Regions from separate parts of the Sus scrofa genome. Here region 1 is linked to region 2. Evidence: chromatin contacts called from public HiChIP or PLAC-seq data. All regions are on one chromosome and are shown on one strand. Each heading gives the region's core, a stretch centred on a gene start, on an enhancer-like site or on the middle of the called end of the contact. The rest is flanking DNA. Distances are from core to core; before and after follow the strand shown. Region 1 has its middle 240 kb from the start of TCF4. Region 2 has its middle 140 kb from the start of CCDC68.

Region 1 (6,352 bases), core at 729-3,228, 700 kb after region 2:
CTCAAAGGGCTTGCTCCAGAGAATCTCATTCTGGCGGTAAGTATTTGAGTAGTATGTTTTATTTCTTAAAAAATATATTTCCTTTTCATTGGAACATGCTGAAAAATACACACAGCCATTTCTTTTGCGATGTTGTGAATTCAGTGTTGACCAGATTCTGCACATCATTTCAGCACATGAGGAATGAGTATCCTCTATTTATAAATCGCCATGTTTTCGATGACAAGAAAAGCTCTGCCATGTTTCTTTAGTTAAGTGCTTTGGTGGTGGGGGGATGAATACCTATTCTCCTAGGGGTGTGACAGTTTTGGTCTTTGATCCCTGAATTTTGACTAGAAAAAAATTTTTTTGACTAAAAAAAAAAAATCTTAGGACTGGAAACTATTAGTGCCCAGTAAATATTTCTGCTGACCTCATCTGTTCTCACCCTATCTTGGTTGGTCTAGTTTGGGGCAGTTTACAGTTTTAGTGGAAAATCTGGATCAGTTATAGTAGACAAATGACATGGGATAAAGAAGAGAAGAGTTAAGAGATGGCAGCTCTTAAGAGCAAGAAGCCAGTGAAATTATCTGGCATGAAAGAACATCAGTGACTAGGCATGATGGTACCACCTGTGATTTAGAAAGGAGACTTGCTTATGTCCCATTGAGCACTTTGTGGGTTTCTCTTGGCAAAATTATTGATTGTGGCTGGAAGCCTACAGGTGAAAGCCATTACTTAAGCCATGAACTTCAGTAACCCTTCCAGTTTAATCATCTGGGCCGGCTTAGCTACCAGATCTTTCTGCTGGGAGCAGTTCCACCATCCAGAAGGCCAATGCTGTTATTAACGTTGCTCAGAGCAAAGTTCTTTTGTTTTGTCTTTTCCATGTTCCAAACTGACAATAAGTGTAACTGACATCGGCTTAGGAAATAGAAAAAAGATGTAGGACTGTAGAACCGAAAGATATTTCTTTCCAACCCAAACGAGCTCTAAAAGCTCTTAAGGTGTTCAGTTGTCACTATTTTTTGCTATAAAAGGAATTTTTTCCCCTATCTTTTCAGTTTCCTTATTTTTCCAAGAAGTTAAACTTGGAAACACACTCGAGCATGGAGTAAAAGCCGCCGAACAAGTCTCTCCAGCTGCTAGGGCTGCTTTTGCAGCCATTCAATTAAGTCTCTTCCAGCCTTGAAAAGCTGCCTAATTTGGGCTTGGGTGTATGTGCCCTCCCCCTATCTGGTATTTTCTCTGCCACTGTTAGCAGGCATGGGGATCATGGCACAGAGCTGTACCCTGGGTGTTCCACATAATATCTGGACTCTGCATGCGCAGAACCTTTATCTTCTGTGGCATAAACTACATCAGCACCTCTGCCAGGGATGAGTGAGCAAGAGCCAAGGCTAAGAGGGATCTAATCCACCTGTCACACTGTCCCTGCAACTCCTCCAGCTTGTTGACAACACCACAGTCATTTTGAAAAGCCCTTAATACAGAAAGCCATTTGTTTCTTCTAAATGTACATTTAGACATAGGAGAAAGTAACATCTATCTTCAAAAATCACCAAGCAGACTATCCTGTGTCTTCCTACCATGCAGGCAACAGCTGCAGGGAAAATAGAATATTTTAAATAAGTTAGCAAAACAACCATCCCCTGGGGAGTCATGCTCTGCCTTAAGTATGTGAAACAAAGCACCTTAAAGGCTTAGTTTTATATCCATCTAAGTTATTTAGTTCCCAAGGACACTGTTCTCCACATCGAGGATGTGTGCCTGTGTGTATTTTTTTTTCCCTCTGAGAACTTTCTTTATTGAAGGTTTGCACGATGGTTCAGCGGAAATTGTGCAGCATCTTTCCTCAAACGGAGCTGCATTAATGTGCCAATGCCCTTTATTTAATGCACTTTAAAATTCTGACGCGCCTTTTAAAAAGTATGAGTTGTGTTGGGAGAGTCTAATCAGCGTTCCGCATGAACGGAAACGTGCTATTTTTGTAAGGGGAGTGCTGGAGTCGGGTTTTAGCATAAGGGTGTCTCTCTAGTACAGATGTCCGAAGACATCGGTGCGTTTTGATGCCCAAATCAACCAGCTAGAAATGTGACTTCTGCCAAAATTAGTCAGAGGAACTTCAGCCAATCATCCTTTAAGCAGTTTGGGACTGAAGGCTCTTAAGATGGTGGGGGAATCTTTAGAATTCTGCAGAGACTCAGGTTGGAGGGGCAAACTTTCTTTGCACTCTGGAGCATGCATCTACCCCGCAAGATGGATGCGGTGTGCCTGTAATGACTTCATACAGTTTTTTTGTTTGTTTGTTTTTAGAAATCTCTTGGGATCCTGTCGTTTGGGTTTGCTGATCTAATCCATTTCCTTCCTCTCAATCATGCACTCACCCTTCTCTCTCCGGACGTCTCTCTTTGGCTCTTGCCCCAGTTCCAATCAGCGTATCCTTTTGAAAAATGTTTCATTAAGGTTGGAGTTCCAAGGACATCACTCTCCCTCTTTGAATAAAACGTGCCCTCTTGTTTGAATGCAAACTGCCTGTGCCCTGACTGTACAATCAAAACAACGGGAAATACACCCAGTGCACTCAGGCAAAATTGGTGTGTGAGTCTCTTGGAAATATCTAGTAACAGGTGCAGTTGGATAGGCTGGCAAAGCATTCTGGTTTCATAACAATTACTAATAAGAAAATAAACGTTAGGTATGCATTATTAAAACATTTTTGTGATTTTTTTTCTACTAAAAAAACTCCCAAGCCTATCCAGTAACCAATTCTGTAGCATTCAAAAGCATAATAAGGAAAAAACATCTGACTCCGGCTCTCTCAGTTTAAGCACTCTTTTTTTCTATTTTAGCGAAATTCACATGTAGATATTTATTCTTGTAGAAAGAAAATATATGCAATTTTTACCCAAATCTTAGAAAATCTGTGTTATCCATCAAGTCGATAGGAAATTCTTCTAAGTCCTTCTTTTGATGATTGTACAATCATATGTATTACTGCGCTCTGAATCCTTAGGAATGTCAATTGTAATAAACCAGTGGGCATGCATCAGTATTTCCCTTCTTCATAAAAGTAAATGTTTATACATTATTTGGAGGGTTTTTGTTTTCTGTGAATAAGGGTTCTAGACAATCTTAGGACTGGTTTGAATGCACTTTGATAAGAAAAGCTGCTTTGCAATTCTTGGAGATTTTGAAAGCATCTATTAGGAAATTCTCATTTTACATTTGCTTTCATGCAGTCAGAAACCTACCTATAAACATGGAAACTTGATCATTTAATGTTGTTTGCTGTCTTTGTGCTATTTTGTAAACAACTTGCAGAAAAAAGGAAATAGTTTCCTTTTAAAACCAAAAGAAGAGCATACTAGTAACTACCCCAGCCCCTGTGACTTTGGATTTCTGCATATGAATTTGGTGCTCAAGTTTTGCTGCATCCCAAACCAAAACATCAGGTTGTGTATAAAAGAGGGGATGGCTATATTATAGAGATCTTTTGTAAGTTGAAACCCATAGAATTGGGGGGATGAAGTGTAAACATTTGAAATATGGCAGGAGAGTGAGGTAGTAAGGAAGAAGCAGGAAAAGCATGAAAGCAGGGGGGCAAGGAAGAAATCGATACACTTGAGCAAAAATGTTTAAGAGCCTTAAATTCTAATGAACATATTGAGTGGACTGCACAGCAATGTGAAGATGTATTTGCCAGAATGGAGTTCTAATTTGACACACTCTACGGGATTTCTAGGGATTAAGGTTGAGAAAACTTGAAAACAACATGGGTCTAGATATTATCAATGCACTAAAATAGGAAAATGACTACAGGTGAGAGGAAACAATCAATTTGGATCGTACTTAGAAAGAGAGAGAGAGAGAGAAAGGGAGACGGAAGGAAGACCAAACAATGACTCCAGTTCTTTCTGTTCCTAAAAGCTCTCTCTCTCCCAAATGTTCACATGTGATTTAAATTCTGAGAAGCTAGGGCTGTGGTGAGCCAGCCATATTCAGCAGGGGTTGGGGAACAAACTCCCTTTAGGCCAGTCACCTGTTAGGTTTGGGATAAAACAGAAGTTGAAAAATTGCTTTCCTCTCAAAACATGTTAGCAGCTTTCAAAGCATCCAAGGACTGAAACTGTTGCAAAGTTGGATTGTATGTGTGTGTACATGTGTGAGAGTCTTTGTGTGTCTGTGTGTGTTTGTGTGTGTGTGAGAGAGAGAGAGACCAATGAAACAGGACTGGGAGAGAGAAGAGAGAGAAGAAAATTGTTAACATGAATGAAATTGAAAAAAGATTTCCCTTAGGAGCATCTATATTCACATATTAAAGAACATATGTGAAACTATATAAATGGAACACAAGTATTTCCAGCAATGTAATTAAGAACACACACATATTGCATATCCATGTGTATGTGCGTGTGTGTTTTTATTTTTTGTGTAAGAGTTTTTTGGAAAGAAAAAGGAAACAAGTGCTGTTTTACCAGTTACCTCATCATATTCACAACCACTGGCCCTCCAGTCTCCTGATTACACCAATTGGCCTTGTTTATTAGCTTTTCATTACCCCCACCACTTGACCTGCTTCTGTGCATAATAGGGTTAATCATAATGGAATGAAATCTTTTGATTTTATTAATTTCTTATATAGTATGTCTTCCAGATTTCTTACTCATGCTAGGACATCAGGGAATACTGTTGTTCTGATAAATTTTGCTCCCTCTGCTGGCTGTGTCTGAGGGAATGGTAAAACCACTGGCTCACTCATAAACAAGGACTGTTATTGTTTGGGGAAATACACCACACACACGCATCCTTAGAGAAACAGTGCTATTGAACTGAGAGTTAGTCCTGTACTCTTCTGGCTTTGACAACAGAAGCACCATCAATATGACATTTTCTACCCAGAATGCCATGGTCACTGAAGGAGTGAAAGGCTGGAGTAGGAGATTGGAGTTGTGGTGCAGCCAGGCTTAGATAAGTGTTTATTACTTCTTCTTTGCTTGCTGATATCTGTTAGTTCCTAAAGGGAGTGGGAAAGCTTCATCCTGTGAGTGTTCCCCAGCGTGAAAGCAATTTAGTACAAATAAATTTATCACATTTGGTTCCACAGAACTCATTGGGCATGAGACGGGGTCATGGAATTAGTTAAAAAGGTGTGTCCCCTTATTAGAATCCCTACATTCACACAAATACAAGGTCATTTATACAAAATATGTAAAGTTAAAACAATTTGAGTTAATTTTTCAAAAGGAGTTAGAAAATTTGAAAAAAAAATTTAGGGAGAATTTTGGAAATATTTAATATATAACTTTTTATTTCAAAAGACATTCTGTTGAGTAAGAAAACTGGTTCAATAGATACTTAAAGGTCTAAGGATATTTTATCTACAAATCTCAGACATTAGGAAAAATCAAGCAACTGTGGAGAGGTTTCAGTAAATGCTGAAGCTAACATAAAATGATAAAAGGTTAACCTAACATAAAATGTGTTTTTGTCTTGAAATTTAGGAAGAACTGCTTTTCTCTCTGAGGTACACAAAATGATTTCTTGCCCTTTGTGAAAAGATTAACAGAGTTAAATCTTAGCTTCAGACCTGGAACCAAAAATATCCTTATTTTTTTGTTGTTGTTAAGAAGAAGAAAGGGAGGAAAGAAGAGCATGGAAGAGAAACATACTGTCTAATGTATAAATCAATCTAAATCTTTAATCAAGTTTCTTAAGATACTTGATCATATGATATAAAATTTCACACACACACCCTCACTCAATGACTTTCTTAGGGAAAAAAAAAAGCCACAACCAAAAAAGATATAGAGAATAAAAGAAATTAACCTGTAAACAACTGAATAAATAGGAATTTATACATTATTTAATGTCAATCTGCTCCAAATTTTATGTTTGTTCTGTGTACCAGCATCCATGCCTGGCATTGGCATTTAATGAATTGTTTTGATATTGAAATACACTCTCTTGCCTTTCAAACTCATGCAGACTCTACTAGTCCTTCTAAAAGAAAACATCCTGTTTTGGTTGATGGGCTAACAACAACAACAACAACAACAAAAGTAAATTGTGGTAGCAATTAGGCTCCTCAGTGAGCATGCTCAGTGGGTCTCTCTTGGTTGCTAGGCAACCAGCTGAAGGTGTGTGGTAGGAGAGGGCCCCAAATGTAAAATCTTAAGCACCTTTGGCATGGGCTTCACCTAGTCTGGAAGCCCACGCTCATTTATTTAATTAATGGAGAGATATTTTTGGGTGACTGTGGTGGATTCTCTTTTCACATTGTTGGAGAGAAAGTTAGGGGTAAGGGAGGGGTACAGAGTGGGGGATCCAGCAGGATGGGCTCAAGAACCCTAGCGAATACTTCTCTCGAAAA
Region 2 (6,718 bases), core at 261-2,760:
CAGCAGAGTGCTTGGCCCAGAGTAGGTATCCAATAGGTTTTTGTCTAGTGAATGAAAACAAATGAATCATGTTTTCCCTTCTTAAATCTTTGCCATTAAGTTGACCTGAGAGGTGAGGGTATAATAGCTAAGTTCTCTAAAGACAGTCTAGGTATCCTTATGGTTCTTATATTCAGAAAATAGCCCAGCTCTACTGCTAGGGCTGAGTGGCTAGACCTGCCCATGGGAGGTACTGGGGGTACCATCCATCTGACAGAGCCCATCATTTCCCATCATGTGTCATGCCTACATGCAGCTCTTGTAGTCCCAGTTTTAGTGCCATCCTGAGGATATGGGAGAACACGAGTACAAAAAAGTCCCAAGGTGGAGTTTCCCGTACTCTGTCAGGGAATGGAGTGGAGTTTGAGGAAGGTTTCCTGGACTAGAGTTCAAAAATTAAAATGCAGACAGTCAGGGCGATAGCAGATGGGCACCCTCTGAACACCATGCAAGTTTTTCCAAAGAACTTCACATTGATTTTGGAGGATCCTGGAAGAACTTGGAACACGATGCTGCATCCACCTGGGAGAACACTTTCAGAGACTGAGAGCTTTCCACATTCCGAGGTCAGGTTTGTGAACTCTTTTCTCCAACCCCCAACACTCTAGCTACTGGGGACATGTGACTCTGCATGTTGTTACCTGAGCCATGTGCGCTTTCTCCCTGGTGGATATAGACTGGGATCGTCCATGGGAAATTCACTTGTAAAGAGAGATATCATTCGTGGTTTCTTTACCATTGATATTGACACTATCAATGAACTGCTTGTTAGTTCTAAGCATCTGGAATTGTTGGGGTGAGGGGAACCTCAGGTAATCCAAGGGATGCTGAAAGTTTCTACTCCCTCTTTGGCCAGCTGAAGAGTCCTTCTTTATGTACCACCAGAAGGTGAAGAGAGTTTATAGAAAGATAACTTGGTAAGACTGGACATCCAAGGAAGCTGCATAGGGCCAAAGCCAGAGCTGAAGCTCCAAATTACAACCCAGATATCCAGTGGAAGAAGCAGCTTGAGAGAGTCCAACAGAAAAGTCCCTCTTGGGGAAAAAAAAATGTAATTGTAATGTATACATGTAAGGATAACTTGATCCCCTTGCTGTACAGTGGGAAAATTTTAAAAAAAGGAGAGAAAAGAAAGAAAAGTCCCTCAGTGTTTGCATTTTTTAACAAGCTCCTCCTTGACTTCTCCCCCACCTCTACTTTTGTTTGTTGAACCTTTCATTTACTGACTTTAAATTAAAAATAAACTTTAAGAAATGTAAAACAATAGAGATTCAATGGCTAAGTGATCATGCAGCACTTGCCCTGAAGAATGAAACAATTAAAATCCAATCATTCCTGATTACGTTTTGTACTATGATGTTAGACTTCCCTTTGCTTTGACCCCTCACCTTCCGGCATCCTGTTCTGGGACAGAAATGACACCACAAAGGTTTCCTGTGCCTGTCCTCTCCACTTCTGACCCCTCACTACATCCTCTCTCCATCTATTTGGAGAGCAATGATTTGGTTCCTCTGGAATTCCTCCTGTATGCTTGATGACACTTGCTGCTAATTTGGGATGCTAGAAATGCCAGGCAAAGTCTGGACTGAGCTCTTGTCGGCTGTTAGTCTCCCAGTGACTTGCTTATTAGCAAAATGGGAAATGTGATATTTCCAGTGATTATTGATCCTAATTTGTCATGGGGTCCCTTCTCTCTGCAATCTGCCAATAGCCAAAACAAACTAAATTCTTAAGCCCATCAAGTCATTTCTGAATTCTCGCTGGTTTTGAAAAGACTTTCTTAAGGTGTCCAAAATCAGTGTCCTAGGAGGTCCATTGTGGCGCAGCGGCATTATCACTGCAGCAGCCCAGGTCATTACTGTGGTGCTGGTTCAATCCCTGGCTCAGGCATTTCCACATGCCTTGGTAGTGGCAGAAAGAGAGAAAGAAAGAAAAAAGAGAGAGAGAAAGAAAGAAAGAGGAAGGAAGGAAGGAAGGAAGGAAGGAAGGAAGGAAGGAAAGAAGGAAGGAGAAGGGGAAGGGAAGGGAAGGAAAGGGAAGGAAAGGGAGGGAAGAAGGGAGGAAGAAAAGAAATCGATGTCCTCTGGGGCAATTTGGGCAGAGAGTCCTCTGGACGAGGCCTGAGATCAAGGTTACCAAATCGTGGACTGAGGACGTACCCCCTGCTGTTTACTCTTCAGAGCCTTCCCTTCCTTCTCTGAGGATCCTGGGTCTGTAGATTTAAAATTTCAGACTATTGTATAACAGCAACAGCCATGCTCAGTTCTGTGGTCTGCCGAGCACTGAGATGCTGTTGCCGGTCAGAATATATTAAACAGAAGTCATGACCATAGTAGCATAGAATAACAGCTAGAAGGAGATGAGTCCCATTGCCTTCATAGCACTTTTCTCCCAGCAACTTGACAGCTGATGGGGTTGGGAGGCTGGGCCAGGTACAGAAATGAGTCTCGGGCTGCGCATGGAAGTGCTGCCTGCTGTCTGCACCTCTCCCTGGTCAGGAGGCCTTGGTCCCAGCTCTGTGCTGCCTGACTGTGTGCCCGCTGCCCTTGGACATTCAGAGCGGTCCCCCTCCTGCTCCAAACACACACTGGAATTGACTACCAGACTGGTCACATACTTTTTTGTCTTCTTTCTTAAAGTGAAGGCATTTTTTTTTTCCCAGCGACTGAGAAACCCTATTAACTCCGTTTCCGTGAACTCACATCTAAACAGGATCCTTGACTCCTCAGAAACCAGGAACTAACTAACTGGTCTTGTTTGAGTCTGTTTAGAGCCTAGAAATGATAGAAATGGTTATCCAAGTCCCTGGCACAGAGATTGCCCTCAGAATATAGTTGCATTTTTACCTTTTTAATAGAGAACTTTAGAAAATCTTCAGTTGTTATTATCAGTGAAACGATATTTTCTTTTTTTAAAATTTAACTTTATTAGACTATAGTTGACTTACAATATTGTCTTAGTTTCAGGTGTACAGCAAAGTGAATCATCCATATATATAAATATAGCCATTATTTTTTCCTATATAGGTGATGACAAACTGGAGTCGATTTTCCTGTGCTGTGCAGTAGGTTCTTGTTAATCACCTATTTTGTACAGCAGTGTGTATATGTTATTCCCACCCTCCCAATCCTTTCCTCCCCCTAAAGGTTTCAGAATATAGTTTTATGAAGGAAGGAAAGAAGCAAAAAGAGGAGAGGTAGGGAGAAATATTTTCTGACATTCTAAAACCCAGAGGCATTCTAGTGTTAAGCCCTCTTTGGGTCATTCCAAGTGATCTAAATCTAAGGGGAAAAAAAAAAAAAAACCCACCTACTTATCTACTCCGTGCTCTTGTGACAAAGATCTGGAGGGGCCAGGAAAGACAGAGTAAAAACAGCTACATTAATGGTACCTAACCGTCACTGAGAACTTTTTATAAGCCACTTTGTAAATCTTTTACATGCATGGGCTCACTGAATTCTCAAAACAGTCTTGGGGTGATGTAGGTCATACTGTTATCCTTCTTTTAAAGATGAGCAGACAGAATTTAGAGTTTAAGGGACAAGTAGGAAGTTTTGAGAGTACTAAATTAGGTTGCACATTCCCTTAGGAATTTTTAAGGAACTTTCTCGAAGGTTCAGGAGCTTTCCCTCAGTGCCAAGTTCTCTTTGGTTTTGAGCTGGCAAAGTGTGAAGTAAGGGGTCCAGGGTCTCTGCTTACTGCTGCCCTGATTTTGATGGGATTTGACAGTGAGGATCTTCTGGTTCTGGAGACCCCATCTCCTTGGTCCCAGCAGTCTCTTGAAACAACCAGCCATGCATCTTCTCTTTATTACCTCCTCATCTTCCAGTGGGTAATGGGGGTGGGGGTGGGGGATGACAACAGTTTGGTCGCTTTCAGCTTGATGTCATCAGGCTTTTCTGAGTCGCTGCTATGGAGACAAAGCCCAGGTACCGTTTCCATTTGCCACACTTGCTATTAAAAGACAGGCACGGATTGTGAGCCCAAGATGTTCAGTGAATCAACCTGGAACTTACCCCTTTTTAAAAATTCTAATAGAGGGTAATTCATGCAAGTTTGTTGGCAAGCCATCTGCCTCAGGGACCCAGCACAGGTTAGATAATTAAACTCAACCTGTTCCTGCATGGCTGTCTAACTTACCATTTACCTCGTCTCAGACTCCTCGCCTCCAAAAACCCACTCTCCAAACTGGTTAACTCATTGTTCCCCCAAAACACCTGTCTTGCCTTCTTATTTTTACTCATGCCATCCTACCCACCTGGAATGCCCTTACTTGCCTCTCTGTCTTCAAATCCTTCTCATGTGCTTCACAGCATGTTCTCCAGTCACCTCACTCTCAATGATCCACTCTCTCCCCTGAATTCTATATAATTCAGCCAGTAATTAATCATACACCACCTTGTGATATTCTTTCTATTGTGACCTTGAAATTACATTTTTAATTTTAACATAACTGGTTTCCATATGTTTGCCTTGTTGCCATAATTGGAATGTAAGATGATCAAAAGAAGGAGATAGGTACAGTATGTAACTGTATTCCTCTTTAGTCCCTTGTAGTGGGCTGATTTGCAGATTTCTCTTTTCTTTCTCTTTGTGACTTAGTTATTGGACAATTGGAAAATCAAAATGATGAAACCTCTTCAAATTAACTCCAGTCATAACAGATCATCGTTATTTGGTGATAAACATGTGTGGATGATTGGAGAATGGGATCCTACCTTCCTCGAGGTGCATTTTAACCCAAAGAATTAAAGAATCAGCAGGAAAGGGGGAGCCACTGTTGAGGTACAGCAGGGCAAGAAGAAGTTTGTGGAGTCCACTGGTCAGATCTCTTCCAGGCAGCTTTACAAGTGTTCCTTCTCTTCCAAGTGAGGCCATATTTCTCTAGAAAAACACTTCCATAAACTCTTGCCTTGTCTTTCTTTTCTCTCCCCACCACTTGCAACACACACTCATATTCCTTCCCTTTTCCTCGAGCCCTCAGAGAGATACAGTCTAATGTCTCCACTGCAACTGAGCCATCTTCTTCTGCTCCCCAAAGCCAGGTATTTGAACCCTCATTCTAGATACAATTTTTTAATATAAATAATAATACTGAGGGAGGGATAAATTAGGAGTTTGGGATTAATATATACACACTACTATATATAAAATAAATAACCAACAAGGACCTACTGTACAGCACAGGGAACTCTATTTAAATAATCTTGTAATAACCTATAAGAGAAATGAATCTGAAAAAGAATATAAATATTTACATAACTGAATCATTTGGCTGTATACCTGAAACTAACACAACACTGCTAATCGACTATACTTCAATTAAAAAAAAATACCTTAGGAGTTCTTGTTGCGGCTCAGTGGTAAGGAAACCAACTAGTATCCATGAAGTTTCTGGCCTCGCTCAGTGGGTTGAGGATCCAGCATTGCCATGAGCTGTGGTGTAGGTCACAGATGTGGTTCAGATCCCATGTTTCTATGGCTGTGGCATAGGCCAGCAGCCACAGCTCTGATTCAACCCCTAGCCTGAGAACTTCCATAGCCTGCAGGTATGGCCCTAAAAAGCAAAAATAAATTTTAGAAAATGAAATTAATTAAATAAAATTTTAAAAATACTGTAGACAATTTTAGTGTATGTGGTGAAAGCCTGTGAGAAAGCCTCCAGTGATCTCTGCCTCCCGTATTCACACACGTGTGGAGCCCCTCCATTGAATATACATAGACTGGACCTAGTGACATCATGTTTTTAAGAAGCAGACTATACAAAAGTGATGGTTGGTCACTTTCAAGATTAGGCTAAAAAAACACTCTGGTTTCTCTCCTCTCTCTCCCCTTCCCTCTGTCTCTCTCCCCCTCTCTCCCTCTCTCTGAAGGAATCCAGGCAATAGCCTGGAAACAGCCCTACAGAGAGGCCCACATGGAAACCAATGTTTGGAGGACCCAAGACCTGCCATGTGAATGAGTTTAGAAGCAGATCCTCCCCTAGTTGAACCCTGAGATGAGACTGCAGCCCTGCCAACACCCTCGTGGCAGCCTTGAGAGAGACCCTGAGCCGGAGAACTGAGCTAGGCTGCCTAGATTAAGTCACACTAACTGTGAACTCATAAATGTTTGCTGTTTTAAGCCATCAACTTTTTAGAGTTATTTGTTAGGCTGCAATAGACAACTAATATGGCCTTTAATTATGGTAAACACTTTGGGAAATAGCCAAGATCATCTGAATGTCTCTGATTATATTTACAGCCTTCCTTCTGTGAGCTTGAAAAATATGGATGGCTCATTTCAGATACAGTAATTGAGTTGACACTGAGGTGGCTGCTACGTCTCCTACTTGCTGCCTGCCTTTCATCATAGTGAAACTGGCTGATGGTTAGCAACACAGATCATGAGCTGGGCAAGGATTTTACAGCTAGATAAATATCTGAAAAAGCAAGCAACATGAACTGAGTCACTTAGCCAGCTCCAAATTTCAAGATGATCAGGGAAGTCTGGTATCCTTAGTGGCTTAATCTCTGAAGTTCAGCAAAATGTTCAGCTTAGAAAAGAATGAAGCTATTATTTCACTATTTGTGATAATACCTTCTCTAGTCAGAATAAATCTCACTTGTTTAATGGAGGAACTGGGGCAGCAAACCACAGCCCACAAGCCAAATCTATACCACTGCCTGTTTTTGTAAAT

What was found. HiChIP or PLAC-seq counts read pairs in DNA pulled down with a chosen protein or histone mark.
Region 1: a contact with region 2 is called in an H3K27ac HiChIP or PLAC-seq map of skeletal muscle, with 4 times the contacts expected there. The contact joins two enhancer-like sites. A contact is called at or near these places in 1 of 47 Hi-C or Micro-C datasets (heart right ventricle) and 1 of 2 datasets of contacts at active chromatin or transcription factors (skeletal muscle).

What each region holds. Positions count from the first base shown.
Region 1 is chr1:105,313,968-105,320,319 of Sscrofa11.1, forward strand. No RefSeq gene overlaps it. Among named protein-coding and RNA genes, the nearest start is that of TCF4, 240 kb to the left of the region's middle. Within about 2 kb of position 1,979, at least 11 of the 83 cell types and tissues checked have an H3K27ac peak or open chromatin away from gene starts, as enhancers often do. A contact at or near this core is called in skeletal muscle, where this site is marked.
Region 2 is chr1:104,611,836-104,618,553 of Sscrofa11.1, forward strand. No RefSeq gene overlaps it. Among named protein-coding and RNA genes, the nearest start is that of CCDC68, 140 kb to the left of the region's middle. Within about 2 kb of position 1,511, at least 3 of the 83 cell types and tissues checked have an H3K27ac peak or open chromatin away from gene starts, as enhancers often do. A contact at or near this core is called in skeletal muscle, where this site is marked.